2 separate regions of the Zea mays genome follow, and region 2 is linked to region 1. A link is a contact called in public Hi-C data. All regions are on one chromosome and are shown on one strand. Each heading gives the region's core, a stretch centred on a gene start, on an enhancer-like site or on the middle of the called end of the contact. The rest is flanking DNA. Distances are from core to core; before and after follow the strand shown. Region 1 holds the start of LOC100280087 (putative cytochrome P450 superfamily protein). Region 2 holds the start of LOC100217203.

What was found. A called contact is a pair of places that touch in the nucleus more often than the background predicts.
Region 2: a contact with region 1 is called in a Hi-C map of leaf, with 5 times the contacts expected there. The contact joins the promoter of LOC100217203 here to the promoter of LOC100280087 in region 1. A contact is called at or near these places in 6 of 25 Hi-C or Micro-C datasets (ear, endosperm, leaf and 1 more).

What each region holds. Positions count from the first base shown.
Region 1 is chr9:136,077,628-136,084,669 of Zm-B73-REFERENCE-NAM-5.0, forward strand. It overlaps LOC100280087 (putative cytochrome P450 superfamily protein), which reads left to right and starts at 3,644. Exons shown (of 3, transcript NM_001153025.1): 1 at 3,644-4,205; 2 at 4,892-5,338; 3 at 5,427-6,294. The coding sequence starts at 3,750. The coding sequence ends at 6,047.
Region 2 is chr9:136,291,971-136,299,012 of Zm-B73-REFERENCE-NAM-5.0, forward strand. It overlaps LOC100217203, which reads right to left and starts at 3,162. Exons shown (of 14, transcript NM_001143562.2): 1 at 2,954-3,162; 2 at 2,735-2,835; 3 at 2,286-2,351; 4 at 2,090-2,164; 5 at 1,893-2,004; 6 at 1,765-1,811; 7 at 1,627-1,684; 8 at 481-530; 9 at 199-255; 10 at 30-115. The coding sequence starts at 2,821.

The DNA.
Region 1 (7,042 bases), core at 2,394-4,893:
GGCGGAAGCAGCACAAATATGCTGATATGCAGCGAACGTTATCCCCTACAAGCTAGTTCACAACTGTATATCGTCATACAATCTAGGTCATCAAACCATGCCCTAGACTAGAATATCAGGATGTCTCCAACATTAGTATGAGCACTACTGGAACATACTGTTTTGCTGAGTGCCGAAGCATTCGATAAAACCTAAAAATTGCCGAGTGTGACATTTAGAAAGAGGACGCAGTAAACTGTACATCAACAACGATTTCTTTGTTGAGAGCACTATGTCGGGGCCAAGTACCACCTGGTGCTCGGCAAAGAAAATTCGCCGTGACGACGGCAAACGACAGTGACAAAGACTTTGCCGAGTTCCTCGATAGCACTTGACAAAGAGGGAGATTTGTCGAGTGTCCGCTGGCCTAGCACTTGGCAAAGAAGGCTTCAATGGGCCCCCACGACAGCCTCTGTACCGAGACCCGCAAGCTGGCACTCGGCAAAGGGAGCTTCTTTGCCGAGTGCCTGACTGCCTTGCACTCGACAAAGGGATCACCAGTGGGCCCCTTTGCCAGCCTCTTTGTCAAGTGCGCTGGGAGGCACTCGACAAAAGGGAGTTTTTTTTGTCGAGTGCCAGAACTGCAACACTCGGTAAAGAAGCTTTACCAGTTTCCAGGTGTGTTTTCTTTGCCGAGTGCTATGGTCATTGCACTCAACCAAGACTCTCTTTGTCAAGTGTAATACTCGGCAAAGTGACCAGAAACCCCTCCTTTTATTTGTTTTTATTATTCCATCCAAACAAACAAAACATATATCACATAATCATCATATATACATCACAGAATTCATAGAATCATCACATACATCATACAGACCACATCTCACAAAAACCACAAATCTCATAAGTTTTTTCAGAAACATAAGTACTACCACAAACATAAGTATCACAAAGACTACAAATCTCACAAGTTCAGACCAAGTTTCACAAACATAAGTATTATCGGACCCACACAAACATAAGTATCACAAGTTTGAAACTGCATAAGTCTCGCAATCACCACTAAGTGATCATCAGCGAGGTGGGCGGTTGGACTGGTACGACGATGGGCTAGACGATCCATGAGTATTATTTGATGCTGTCGATTGTCTTGCATAGTGAAGAGATTGCATTTGTGGGACCAGATGAATATATATCATAAAGGACTAAAATTTTGATACTCACAAGAGTAGGGTAGAGAGCATGGTCAGCTGGAGGGAACAAAGGAGGTGGTGGAGCAAAACCCAATGCGGTGCCAAGATTCTGCATGTACTGAAACATCCTCGCCTCCAACACCTCACGTTGCCTCCTCTCTTCTTCTAGCTAAGTCTATAATATTTTGCCCTAATGTTAAGATAATGCAAAGAGAAGATATATAATAATCAATGAACGACGAAAACGTAAGGAATGATCTAGAGTGTCTGGATGCAATGTTGTGAACTGTCCTACCGAGGTTGTATGGTTGGGCTCGCGCTCGTGCTCCTTGCTCGCACCTGAGAGAGTGGGAGTGGAGGACGAGTAGATTGCCCCATCAGTAATCCAGTACCACCCATGCCTCTTGCCCCTCAATCCTTGGATCATAATCTAGCCCATGGACCTCCTTTGCTATAGCGGTGTACTCAGTGAGGCGGCTGTGGACGGCAGAGTTGCTGCATGACTTGGGCTCGTACTCCGGGTCGTAGGTGACGTCGGACGTCGCCTTGCCCTTGTGGCCATAGCATACGCGGAGAAGATGGAGAAAAGCTGGCCACCATGTGACGCCAACTGCGAGAAAACCAATGAGATGATTAGAAATCATGACTAATCGAAAGTTAGAATAAATTAAAGAGAGCGTGTACCTATGCTTCTGCGTATTTGTTGAGTCTGAGGCTGCCTTGGTGGGAGGGATCTTGCATTAGCAAACGTCGTTCCCGGTTAGCGTTGTGCGCCTCGTCCCACTCGTTCGAACACCACCTATTCACCATATGCTCCAAACATTTAGGATGCGCGACACACCAATATGAGACCATCTACAAAAAATCAAGTACATGACATATCAGAAGATTAAATTAAGCATATTTAATACCAATATTAAAGATCGATGGTGTTCGGTACAGATTGGTCAATAGCAGACATGACAGTATATATAGCCTAGAAAAGTTGAAATCAACCTAAGACCAGTGGCAATGGTGGGTGAGACGGACCACTGGTTTGGCTACCTAGGCAGCCAATACTAATCCGATCGGGCGCAGCAGGAGGTAGCACAGCCGACAGGTCGCCTAGGTGCCGACTGGTTGGCTTGGGGGATACCACCCATGTTGGAGAGGATGCGGTCGGTACCGATCGACGCATTAGGACCACGACCATTACCGACCGAACGCGATTGGTACCGACCGCCTTGTGGCCATGTGACAACCTGCGATTTGTCCATTTATTTTCCAACCATTTGAATTTGGAAAAAAATAAAAACAAAAAAAATCCAAAAATACTAAATTCACCTTATAAATTGAGGAGGGACCTTCGCTTCATTCACACACTTTTATATCTAATTCTCAAGTCTTCTCCTTTGTTCACACTTTCATTCTTCGAGTATGGTTTAGGGTTTTAAGGTACCTCCGTTTTCATATGGATTCGAGGTGGAATCTCAACTACTAAACTTTCACATCCATCCAAGAACTAGTTTGTATTTCAGCCACTTTAATAAGACCATGTGGTACAAAGGATGAAAGAGGATATCCAAATTGTTTGAATAAATGTAATCATTTAAAATAGATATGTATGAAATTTGATGCTGTTACTTTTTTATGTTATCAAGCAAATTTTGCATTAATTATTTTATGCATCATTTGCTCTCTACAACAAAAAAGGTAAATAAATATCTGAATATGTATCCCAATTTTATATCCATCGTTAAAAAAATATATGATAGATTTGAGGTTTACTTTTTATGAATCTTTGCAAGCTAAATGCTAAAAACAAGAATACAAATTTGTATAACAGATTCTATATCCTATTGATTGACAGCCAAAGAAAATGATCAAAAAATGATATCTGAAATAAGTATATGTTTTTGACAATTTTCATCCCATACAATAGAAACCGTTCTTGGATACGGTCGTAGTCGGCTATAAGAATTTTGCACTTTTGTGCAATTTATGTAGTGTAATTTTTGTAACGACATGTGTATTTTTAAAATGTTTTACCTTATTTTTTATTCTTTATTTGAATTAAAAATTGTGTTTTGTTGTATATATATATATATGAGTCTGTGGTACATAAAGATTGATGCTGGTAGATATAAACCGATCGACGAGGGTAGACCTGATACATTGGATTCAACCTATTGAATCTTGGTTTTGCAAGGGAGACAAATCTACATAGATCCGAGTGAGGGTTTAGGCCCTCGCTTATTTCTCTTTTGAAAGTAGTAGAGTCTAAATTTTTATCATGAAATTTCTCGTTCAGCGTCGCTTAGATGTCTCTGCTCTAGTATTTTGGTGCCTATCCCTTTAAATATGCTCCTACTCTTATTTTATCCTGGGTCCGCCCCTGGAAATATGATGGGCCCTTGCCCCCTCTCGTTGGTGCTATATATCCCGCCATCACAAGTGATTGAACTCACGAAGCAAGCAAGACTACTGCTACAGAAAGCAGCAGCAAAGGTCTAGCCGGCTGCGTGGCCTAGGCGCCTAACTATATAGTTAAGGTCTATCTTTGAGCAGTTAACGTGCAGGAGGAATAACACGATAGCCATGGACGTGTACATCTACCAGGCGCTCCTCCTCTCGGTCCTTGCTGTGGCACTGCTGCAGCTGGTGAAGATGGCCCTCAAGCCGAGGCCACGGCTGCCGCCAGGGCCTTGGAAGCTGCCCGTCATCGGCAGCATGCACCACCTCGTGAACGTGCTTCCACACCGGGCGCTGCGGGATCTGGCGGACGTCCACGGCCCGCTCATGATGCTGCAGCTCGGCCAGACGCCGCTCGTCGTCGCCTCTTCCAAGGAGACGGCGCGCGCCGTGCTCAAGACGCACGACACCAACTTCGCCACACGCCCCAAGCTCCTCGCCGGCGAGATCGTCGGCTATGAGTGGGTCGACATCCTCTTTGCCCCCTCCGGCGACTACTGGCGCAAGCTCCGCCAGCTCTGCGCCGCCGAGATCCTGAGCCCCAAGCGCGTGCTCTCGTTTCGTCACATCCGGGAGGAGGAGGTGAGCATAGACGACAAGTCAGATCACGATTCCGGGCCTCCGGCCCTCGACAATCACGAGATGCTATTGCTACGAGACCAAACGCGGCTACACTCTAAACAAAAAACAATGCAAGCAAAAATCTAAAAATAATGAAACAGGAGAGACGTACGGGTGAAAAGAGCAGAACAATGATGGTACCTGATGATGTTTTCTCCGGCATGATATAGATGTCCAATAAGCACGAGGCCCGCGAGCCCGGCACGAAGCCTGCTTTTTGGGCCCGGTCCGAGCCTGGCACGGCCCGCTTATATACGGGCCCGGACCGGCCCGGCACGAATAAGCGGGCCGGGCTCGGACAGGAAATTAGGCACGGTGGGCTAGCCCGGCACGGTCCGTTTAGCTCTAAGCCCGTTAAGCCCGCTTTTTTTTACACTAAAACACACTTTTCGGCCCGCATAGCCCGCTTTTCGGCCCGCTTTTTTCGTGCTAAACGGGCCGGACCGGCCCGTTTAGGCCCGTTGCGGGCCGGACTCGGACAAGAAATTGTGTCCGCGTGCTTAGCCGGCCCAGCCCGGTTTTTTAATCGTGCCTAGCGGACCGGGCCCAAAACGGGCCGGGCTTCACCGGGCCCGGGCCGGACCGGGCCGGGCGGCCCGTTTGGACATCTCTAGGCATGACGTTCAAACATGCATGCATGTACGCAGGTGATGCTGCGGGTGGAGGAGATCCGCGCGGCGGGCCCGTCGACGCCGGTGAACCTGAGCGTGATGTTCCACAGCATCACAAACAGCGTCGTGTCGCGGGCCGCATTCGGGAAGAAGCGGAAGAACGCGGCGGAGTTCCTGGCGGCTACCAAGGCCGTCGTCGGCCTGTCGAGCGGCTTCAACATCCCGGACTTGTTCCCGGCGTGGACCACAGTCCTGGCCAAGCTCACCGGCATGACGCGCAGCCTCAAGGAGATCCACAAGACGGTGGACACCATCCTCGAGGAAATTATCGAGGAGCGCAAGCGCATCCGCGACGAAAAGATCATGGGCGGCGCCGCCGCCGAGGACGTCGACGAGAACCTCGTCGACGTACTCATCGGCCTGCAGGAGAAAGGCGGCTTCGGCTTCCAACTTACCAACAGCATCATCAAGGCCATCATACTGGTAATATATAGTATATTATTCAGTCCTACACGATCTCCATTAATTATATTCAATGGCAACACGTACGCACGTGTGCATATATGCGCAGGACATGTTCGCGGGCGGGACGGGGACGTCGGGGTCGGCCATGGAGTGGGGGATGTCGGAGCTGATGCGGAACCCACCAGTGATGAAGAAGATGCAGGCGCTGATCAGGGAGGCGTTCCGTGGGAAGACGGTGGTGACAGAGGGCGACCTACAGGCGAGCAACCTCCAGTACATGAAGCTGGTGATCAAAGAGGCCCTGCGGCTGCATCCGCCGGCACCGCTGCTGGTGCCCCGGGAGAGCATCGAGGAGTGCGAGCTGGACGGGTACACGATTCCAGCCAAGTCACGGGTCATCATCAACGCGTGGGCCATCGGCCGTGACCCCAAGTACTGGAATGACGCCGACGAGTTCAAGCCGGAGCGGTTCGAGGACGGCTCCCGAGACTTCACGGGCAGCAGCTACGAGTTCTTGCCCTTCGGCTCCGGCCGAAGGATGTGCCCCGACTTCAACTACGGCCTCGCCAGCATGGAGCTCGCCTTTGTCGGCCTGCTCTACCACTTCGACTCGTCGCTGCCCGATGGCGTCAAGGAGGTCAACATGGGGGAGGTGCCTGGACTCGGCGTCTGCCGCCGCACGCCACTAATGCTTTGCGCAACCCCGTTCGTCCCGGTCCCCGCCTAGCTAGCCAACGTACATCGTCATGCCAGCCGCGAGCTGAGGGACCTATTGTATCTCTGTCTCAGTATCTCTATGTGCTTGCTGGCTAAATAAACACGTCATCTGTACGTCTCGTTATGGGTGCTGCCCATTGTAGTGTGCTGTGCGTACGTGTAGTAGTACAGTGAAGAGTGTACTATAATCATGTACCTAAAGTTTCAACTTCCAAAGTAAAGTGCGTCCCAAGGGTAATAAATCTATACTTACACTCTGGACCCGCCCCACGTGCGCCAAGTTACACCAAACTACACATAACTTAGTATCACTAGTACAATTTGGCTCTATACAAACGGTAGACTTTTTACATCACAGGCGGTTCGGTTAGAAAACCGTCTGTGATGTCCCAGGCGGTTCAGTACGCCTGTGATGTAATAGTATCATAAACGGTTTTTGTTTAGGACCGCCTGTGGTGCTCTATCCTTTTCACAAACGGACCCTAAGAAAAAACCGCCTGTGATTGTAAAAATATGAAAATACAATTTAAATATGAAAATAATTTTAATTTTTAACAGAAATATGCAAATACAATTTAAATGAATTAATATTTAATTTTTAACAATAATATGCAAATACAATTTAAATGAATTATAATAGCACACATAGATAACTAGAGAGATTTTAAATTAATTGGCAACCACAATTCATAGTCGATCATACATGATAACAAATACAATTTGATTCATACAATTTTTCATGAACTACCATTTTTCCGCATGTATGGCTTTAAGTTCTTATCAATTTTCTTTTCCACACGCTTGATTCTCTCTGGACCGTTAAAGACGAACATCTCTTCATACTTATTGTATTCCTCATCTTGGTCTCCCACATTCTCAACTCCAACAATTTTTTGCTTTCCAGAAATAACTACATGCATCTTCTCATCTGCTGGATCGAGTACATAGAACACTTGTGCAACACATTCAGCGAGAACCCATGGGTCATCTTTATATCCTACTTTC
Region 2 (7,042 bases), core at 1,912-4,411, 210 kb after region 1:
TACCTGACATAACATTAACAGCAGCATACCTCGGACTCCTGCTTTTGCTGTAACTACGACTTGGGCTTCGGCTACGTGAGTAGGAGCGACCACGTTTGCCGTTATATTCCTTCACCTGTAAAGAATAAGGTGCAAACTTAACAACAAACTACACAAGTGAATCCAAGGAATAAACCAGTTACAGGCTACAATGCTTACCCTTATATAGGCTCGCCCAAAGGCGTTCCTGAATTCAGTATCATCCAGCTTCTTTATCTGCAATGAGTTGTCAATGCCAAATGGATAGTTCAAAGCATTAAGGACACATTATGGCTATTGTAGAAGAGATCGAACTAACAGTGACAGATAGGGAAACAACCAAAGATAAGTTATTGTAGAAGGTCAAACGGTATATCCATGAGAAAAAATCTATAGAATGAAATGATTCACACAAATTGACAAGCCAATGTCATGAGACAAGGGAATGTATTATGGACTTACAGCATATTTCATATCATCATAATTTGTGTAGTCCACAATTCCTACGGTGCCTGTAACAAAATAGAAACATATAATGAAAAACTTGCCAAAGAGAAGTGAAACATATATAGCTTTACATCACATCCTTGAAGAAAATAAGGTTGAAAACCAAGCAACCGAATGAAATAAACCTTCACAATAAATAATAATAGATGCCAGTATTATGTTACGCAGGATTTATATGCGCCAAATCCTAGAACAAACAGCAATGATGAGTACTTTATTTTGGAACAAATCAGATATGTGAAGGCTAAGTAGGTGATCTTTGTAAAACTTGACAAGTCATCAAATTGGCTGTGTCCATATAGCTAACCAAGGGGAGAGAAATTATTGATGGATTTTTCTGCCATATAAATTAGGACTGAACTTGTCATAGCTAGAGACAGATGGTCATTTATGGGAATTGATAATATAGGATGTGTGATGGATATCCCTATAAATGTTGGCAGCTTACAGATGTGACCAACTAATAAGTCCATTTTCAAATTTCGAACACAATATCCTTTACAATATCCTTTAACTCAAGAATTCAGTTCTGGATCTGCTTGAACCATAGAGTCTAAGTATGACAGGCACATTACTTCAATAATGGCTATGAGCTTTAGTAATTGTCCCAATACATTCGATCCATTCACAAGTGTGAGCATGTAAAAATTGTTACTGTGGTACATTTGATTATGATGTAACCAAGCAAGTTTGAACTTTCTTGTGGCAAGATTATTATTCTTGCAATCCCAAGCATTTCTCAACTGTGCCTAATTTACCTTTTATAACAATTAAATAATTAGTATTTTATAAATGAATATTTAAAATATCGAAGGTCAGTAGTTTTCTGATCCGGGAAATGAGAATACTGAAAGAAAAACAAAATGGAACAAATTGGACTTCATGTAGCCATATATGGATCCACAGTATGTCAGTATCTTAGAGGATGTGTCGTTAGTTCTGCCATGACAATGGCACCAAAAGGGCAAAAAGATCAACCTAATTGGCTTATTGCTTTTGAATAAAAAAATACACTGCAAATGTATTCTGTGCTTCTAAAGATTTTATGAACATTTTAAAATTGCAATAAAGGCAGCGACTTTAACCCCAAATGCTACTTACCACCGCCTTCGCGATACACTTCAGAGAAACAAACATCACCAGCCTTCCGCATATGATCCTGGGAAGAATATATTTGGTGTTAATGAGACACACGATAGTCTTCGGAAAGAACACGAGGGAAGAAGTTTTCACACAGACCTTTAAATCCTGCCATGATGCAGAAGAAGGCAGTCCAGTGACAAGAACTGTTTGCAAAGGATCAAGTTAAAGGTTGCAGACAGAGAAGAGAAACAATCACTGATGTTCAACATGAATAGAAACCATACCACGATACTCTGAGTGTCTCGACACACCACGACGTGCTCCACCACCGCCACCAAAGCCACTTGAACGATCATGCGAGGAAGCATTACCTCTACCACCATGAGCAGCCTCCACCTGACCACAGAAGTAGGTATTGGATCAACATATAGAAGAGAAAGAGAGTACACATGTTAGCTTATCAAATCACTGATTAGCTTACTCTTAGACGGTGTCCATCAAAGTTGTATCCATCCCGTCCAGCAATTGCCTCCTCAGCATCACGAGGATCTTCAAACTGCAAGATTAGCAAAGTAACCTTGAATTTGCTGTTTGTGACATGAGTCATCAACCAACACAAGATCATCTTTAAGGGGGAAAGATAGCCATGTTATTCAACACATTCAGGAGAATCTTACCTCAACAAAAGCATAACCAGGTGGTCTTGGGGGGACCTTCAGGTCAATGTCAACAATTTTACCATACTGCATTCAAAGTTTTACAAGATTGGACATTATTAGTATAAAATCATGAAACTTTTCAAGTGAAGTAGTGAACAACAACTATAAGCAACGTCCGCAAGCGCAATCCACAGCTTGAGGTTACATTGTGAGTGTAGTAGAGAAACTAGGTGGTCCCAAATAGCACAAGATTATCCAAGCTACCCAGTTTTCTACGATTATGGGCACGACCATAAGAGCATAGCAGTGCTTCGCATCCTGTTGCATTAAGAAAGTAGTATAGGCATCGGAGGTGCTGAATCTAAGCACACGGTAACCAAGCCCAGCCAAATACAGTAACACGGGCTGCGCTATTTGCTAGGTTTAATAGGGTAGCAAGGAATCGAACAGTTAGAAAAATTCCCCACCTTGTAGAACAGATCCTCCACCTCCCTCTCCCGGATGTCGCCGGGGAGGTTCCCGACGTAGATCGTGCGGCTCCAGCGCCTGCTCATCCTTCGTCGCTAACCTACCCACAAAGCAATAATCAATCAGCAAAGCAGCCCTCGCCGCGTCCGCGTCCGCATCCACATCTCCGCAACCCAACACGGCACCCCACAAGAGAAGGTTCAAAAATCAAAACAAACCCAGAAAGCAGCGGGGCGCGGGGCACGAACCACCCGAGGAACGATGAGGAAAGGAGATTCCTACGGTCCTACCTGACCAGCTGTGGCCGGAGATAGAGCTCGAGGCTAGGGTTTCGCGTTTGCGGCTGCGAGGTCGAGACGTACGGGATGACAGAAGGGAGGCGGGGTTTATTGACCACTCGGAGAGGCCCGAAAGAAAGACGACCGGGACCGGAGCGCATCGGTTTGGGTCCGAAATCTCTATGATTGTGGACCAGGTACGGCAAGCCCGCTCGCCTCTTCACTCTTCTGGATTTTTTTTGGGCTCGTTTCTGTGTTCGGGACACATTCAGTAAGACTGAGATGGGCCGTGCGCACGTCAGTTGGCCCATATTGAGGTCTGTAGCAGGTGAAGAGAGAACACATTTGGACATTTGGTTGCCTTGCACTCCTTGCTTTGCCTGGCTAGGCATGAAACCAAACATAACGTTTTGTGTCTTATTTGCTCCCTCGCGTTCCTGTGTGATGATAAAGAGATGATAAGGAGACGAGGCGCCGTCCGTCTCTGTCCTCGTAGCGACTGAAACCAAACATGAAAAAAAATCAGGATGTGGCCATTCGTTTATGGTGTGTTTGGTTTAAGGAATAGAGTGATCCATCTTCTTCTCGCTCCTCACATTTTTATTTGGTTTGAGGAATAGAATGAGTTGATTCATCACCACCACATTCCTTATAAGCTAATAATTAGTATATATATGAGGAATGAGTTGATTCCACCAAAATTGATGGAATGAACTTATGATGTATTACCGCATGAAGCATTGGATGACTCCACGAACCAAACACACCATTAGTAGTCAATTTGCCTCATCAAACCTAGCTTCCTTGTGGAGGTAGTACAATTTCGAAGAAGTAAATGCATTTACAGTTTGTTTGTGTTGGTCGCTTGTAACCAAACTTACATGTGCTATAAAGACAATAGCAACAAATTGGTCTTTATTGTTTTCAAACTTACAGTCATAACCCTTGTTGCTGGAAGGATGACTCGTATCTAGAATTGGTTGTAGTTTGTAGCATGTCTGGAACCAGAAGTACAATATATTGTTTGTTGAATGCATTAGGAGTTACATATAGTTTCAACCAGCTCTGCCCCGCTCCCTCCGTCGTTGTTGTCATCGTTGTTGTTGAACCCCACCCAAGCCACCTCCTTCCAACTCGCGTTCGCTGCGGTATAGAGAGAAGCAAAAAGGTACTGGAAGGGGTGAACTTACCCAGCAAGAAGGCATGGGAAGAGGTGAACTTACCCAGCAATAAGGTGTACTATCACTGGTGGAGGCGCGATGACAACGGAGGCGTGGTAGCGTCATCGACCACGCGAGAGGAGAGGAGGAGATGGGATAATTGCTCGACGTCTGGAGGTCGAGCATCTTTCCATGCAAAAGATGGGTTGAGGTCGAGTCGATACCCCCGCAATGGTGTCTTTCAAACAGGGTGGAGTCGTGCCCATGAAAAATGCACACGTGGGGTTGCCGACACGGGGAAATGAGCGAATTCCACGCGAAAAATGATCAGCCAAACTAGTCCTGCATGTAGTAGCTCAACTAGGCTAGCCATCGTATTGGTGCGATGCAGGACATTGACACAATCCGATGTGGATAAACCTTCTCTAGTCCTCTCTAAGTAAGCATCATGGTGAGGGAAGTGTTTACAACAGTTGTTGACAGGGGTGCACCATCAAATCATACATAACCACTATTGACAGGGGACATGTGTCAACGTGTAGGAGAATTCAAAGAAAAACATCAGAACAGTCGATGTAGACAATCAGATCAATTCAATGGTGAAAATGCTCTTTAGAACCTCTCTAGAATGCTTTGATTTGTCATGGCTTTAGTCCGATGGGCATCAGATCGAGAACGTAGAGCTTAGTTAGGTAGTGTTTGGTTTAAGAGTTTGGTAGAATCGAGTCGCTCTGTTATATAGGGTGTTTGGTTTAATTCTAGGTAAAACCGATCCACTCAAAAGGTGAAATATTCCTCTGATACGTTGCATCTATATGCTCCCTAAAAATGGTCGAACCTATGTGCTTACGAGTCTAGCGCTCTGTCTCCTATGTACGCTCTCTCTTCTTCCTCTCTCATCTTATCCCCTTGCGGCAAAAACCTCACATCTAAATTCTCTTTTGGTAATTCTTTAGGTGCCTATTAGCTAAGTAAATTAAGCCCGTGATGGAAAAACAATGGTGTTTATTTATGTGCTCCTACACTTGGCAGTAGTGCTGGTAACAATGAATGCATCTAAAACATAAGGTTATGACAAACATATTACCTTACTAGCTAAGTTTTCGTAAACTGCTACGATTTCTATTTGTTCTTAAATATAGAATATAAACATAAAGACATGTGTGTTCTGTTGGCTAGTTGAATGCGAACATGTGTTTAGAGTCAACAACTATGGGTCGAATCTTCATTTGTACATAATTTTATCAATTTTCAATTTAAATGTGAGGGGCATGACGACGATGGAAACCGTGTATCCAGGAAAACTGGTGCTTTAATAGAGATAGAGATAAAGATAGAGAAGAGAGTTGTAGATGCAGATGCTCATGCACTTACTTTTTTCCTTTTTGGAAAAAGGCAATTTAGAGAATATGAATGAGAGTTTGGGTTTGCGTGTATAAGGCTTGATCGAGTGATACCAACAAGATAAACTTCTTACAGAATACAAGAATGTTTTGAGCTCGGTGACATTGTGAATGTCAAAGAAGTAAGTACCAAGACTACATATTGTACATTTTGTTGGATTAGTTGTGGTCACCTTCGTTAACGAGAAGTTTTACGCTTTGTGGGAAGTTAATTATCATATATGTGTTGAACTGCATACAGACCTACATTTATGCAGAACTTTGTATGGATCTATATTTGTGTGGAACTATATATGGACCTATATTTGTGTTGACCTATGTACGGACCTATATTTTGTGTGGGACTATGTATGCACTTTTGTCATGTTCGTATGGATGTGTCATGTTTAGGATTCATAAGTAATTGTTATAAATGTTTAGGATTTACGAGTAATGATTATATATATCACATTCTACATTTATTAATATTATTTCGAAACATAACCAAATGGTTGTATGAATATGTCATGGTTAGAGAATTGTCTATTGCACTCATCAACCAAACACTACTACGTTCTACTTCACTCTAGAACTAAACATCGTTCTGTTCTGCTTTAGCCTAGAACCAAACAAAAACAATTCGGCTCTGTTCTAACTAACAAATATAGAGCAGAGTCATTATATCCTCAAAATATGGAAAATAGTTGTTCCGTCAAACTATACTTTAGAACCAAATACTATATTAAAGTAGCTATTGATGATGGTAATGAGTAGTTTTCATTACTCATTAAGAACATTATACTAGTAGCTTTATAATCTGAAGATTTTGAGGGTCCAATGAGCAGTTATACATTCGTAGAGGCGAGTGTAGGCACACTTATATTCCCTATGTTCTTTTTTATTTGTCGGGTTTTAGTTTAAAAATAAATTAGCGGACCATAAATATTTCAAATATAGAGGTAATACTATACTGCATAATTAGGAAACCTTTGGATTTTGGCTCCAGCTGTAGGACTACAGTTGGAAGCAGAATCCGAACAAGAATCATTGTCAGGAGCATCCTTGGCGACCGATGAGTACAAGCGTAACAATTTGTAGGTGAGGAATTTAGTCGTAATGGACATAATTGTAGGAGGGCATTAAACCAGTTTTTATGCAGGTAAAACGTACAAGGCATGGGATTAAAGAACATAACAGAATGCGCCGTCAGCCGTCCCATGTGGTCAGAAAGTATGCAGCATAAATGCTCAATTAAACAAATACACATTGGAGGACAGTACTAGTATACTTTACTCCGTAGGCGCGAGCCAGCGGAGGCACGGACAGGACAACCATACGGCTGGAGGTGACAACGCCCCTGATCACTGACTCTTCCGTGGGAAATTTCTTCGTTGGAGGATGAAGATAAGTAAGGTTTTTTTCACAAAGATGTAAGGGAAAAAATCTTTCCCCAACGGCGGATAAATAGGGATGTGATAGGGCAGCAT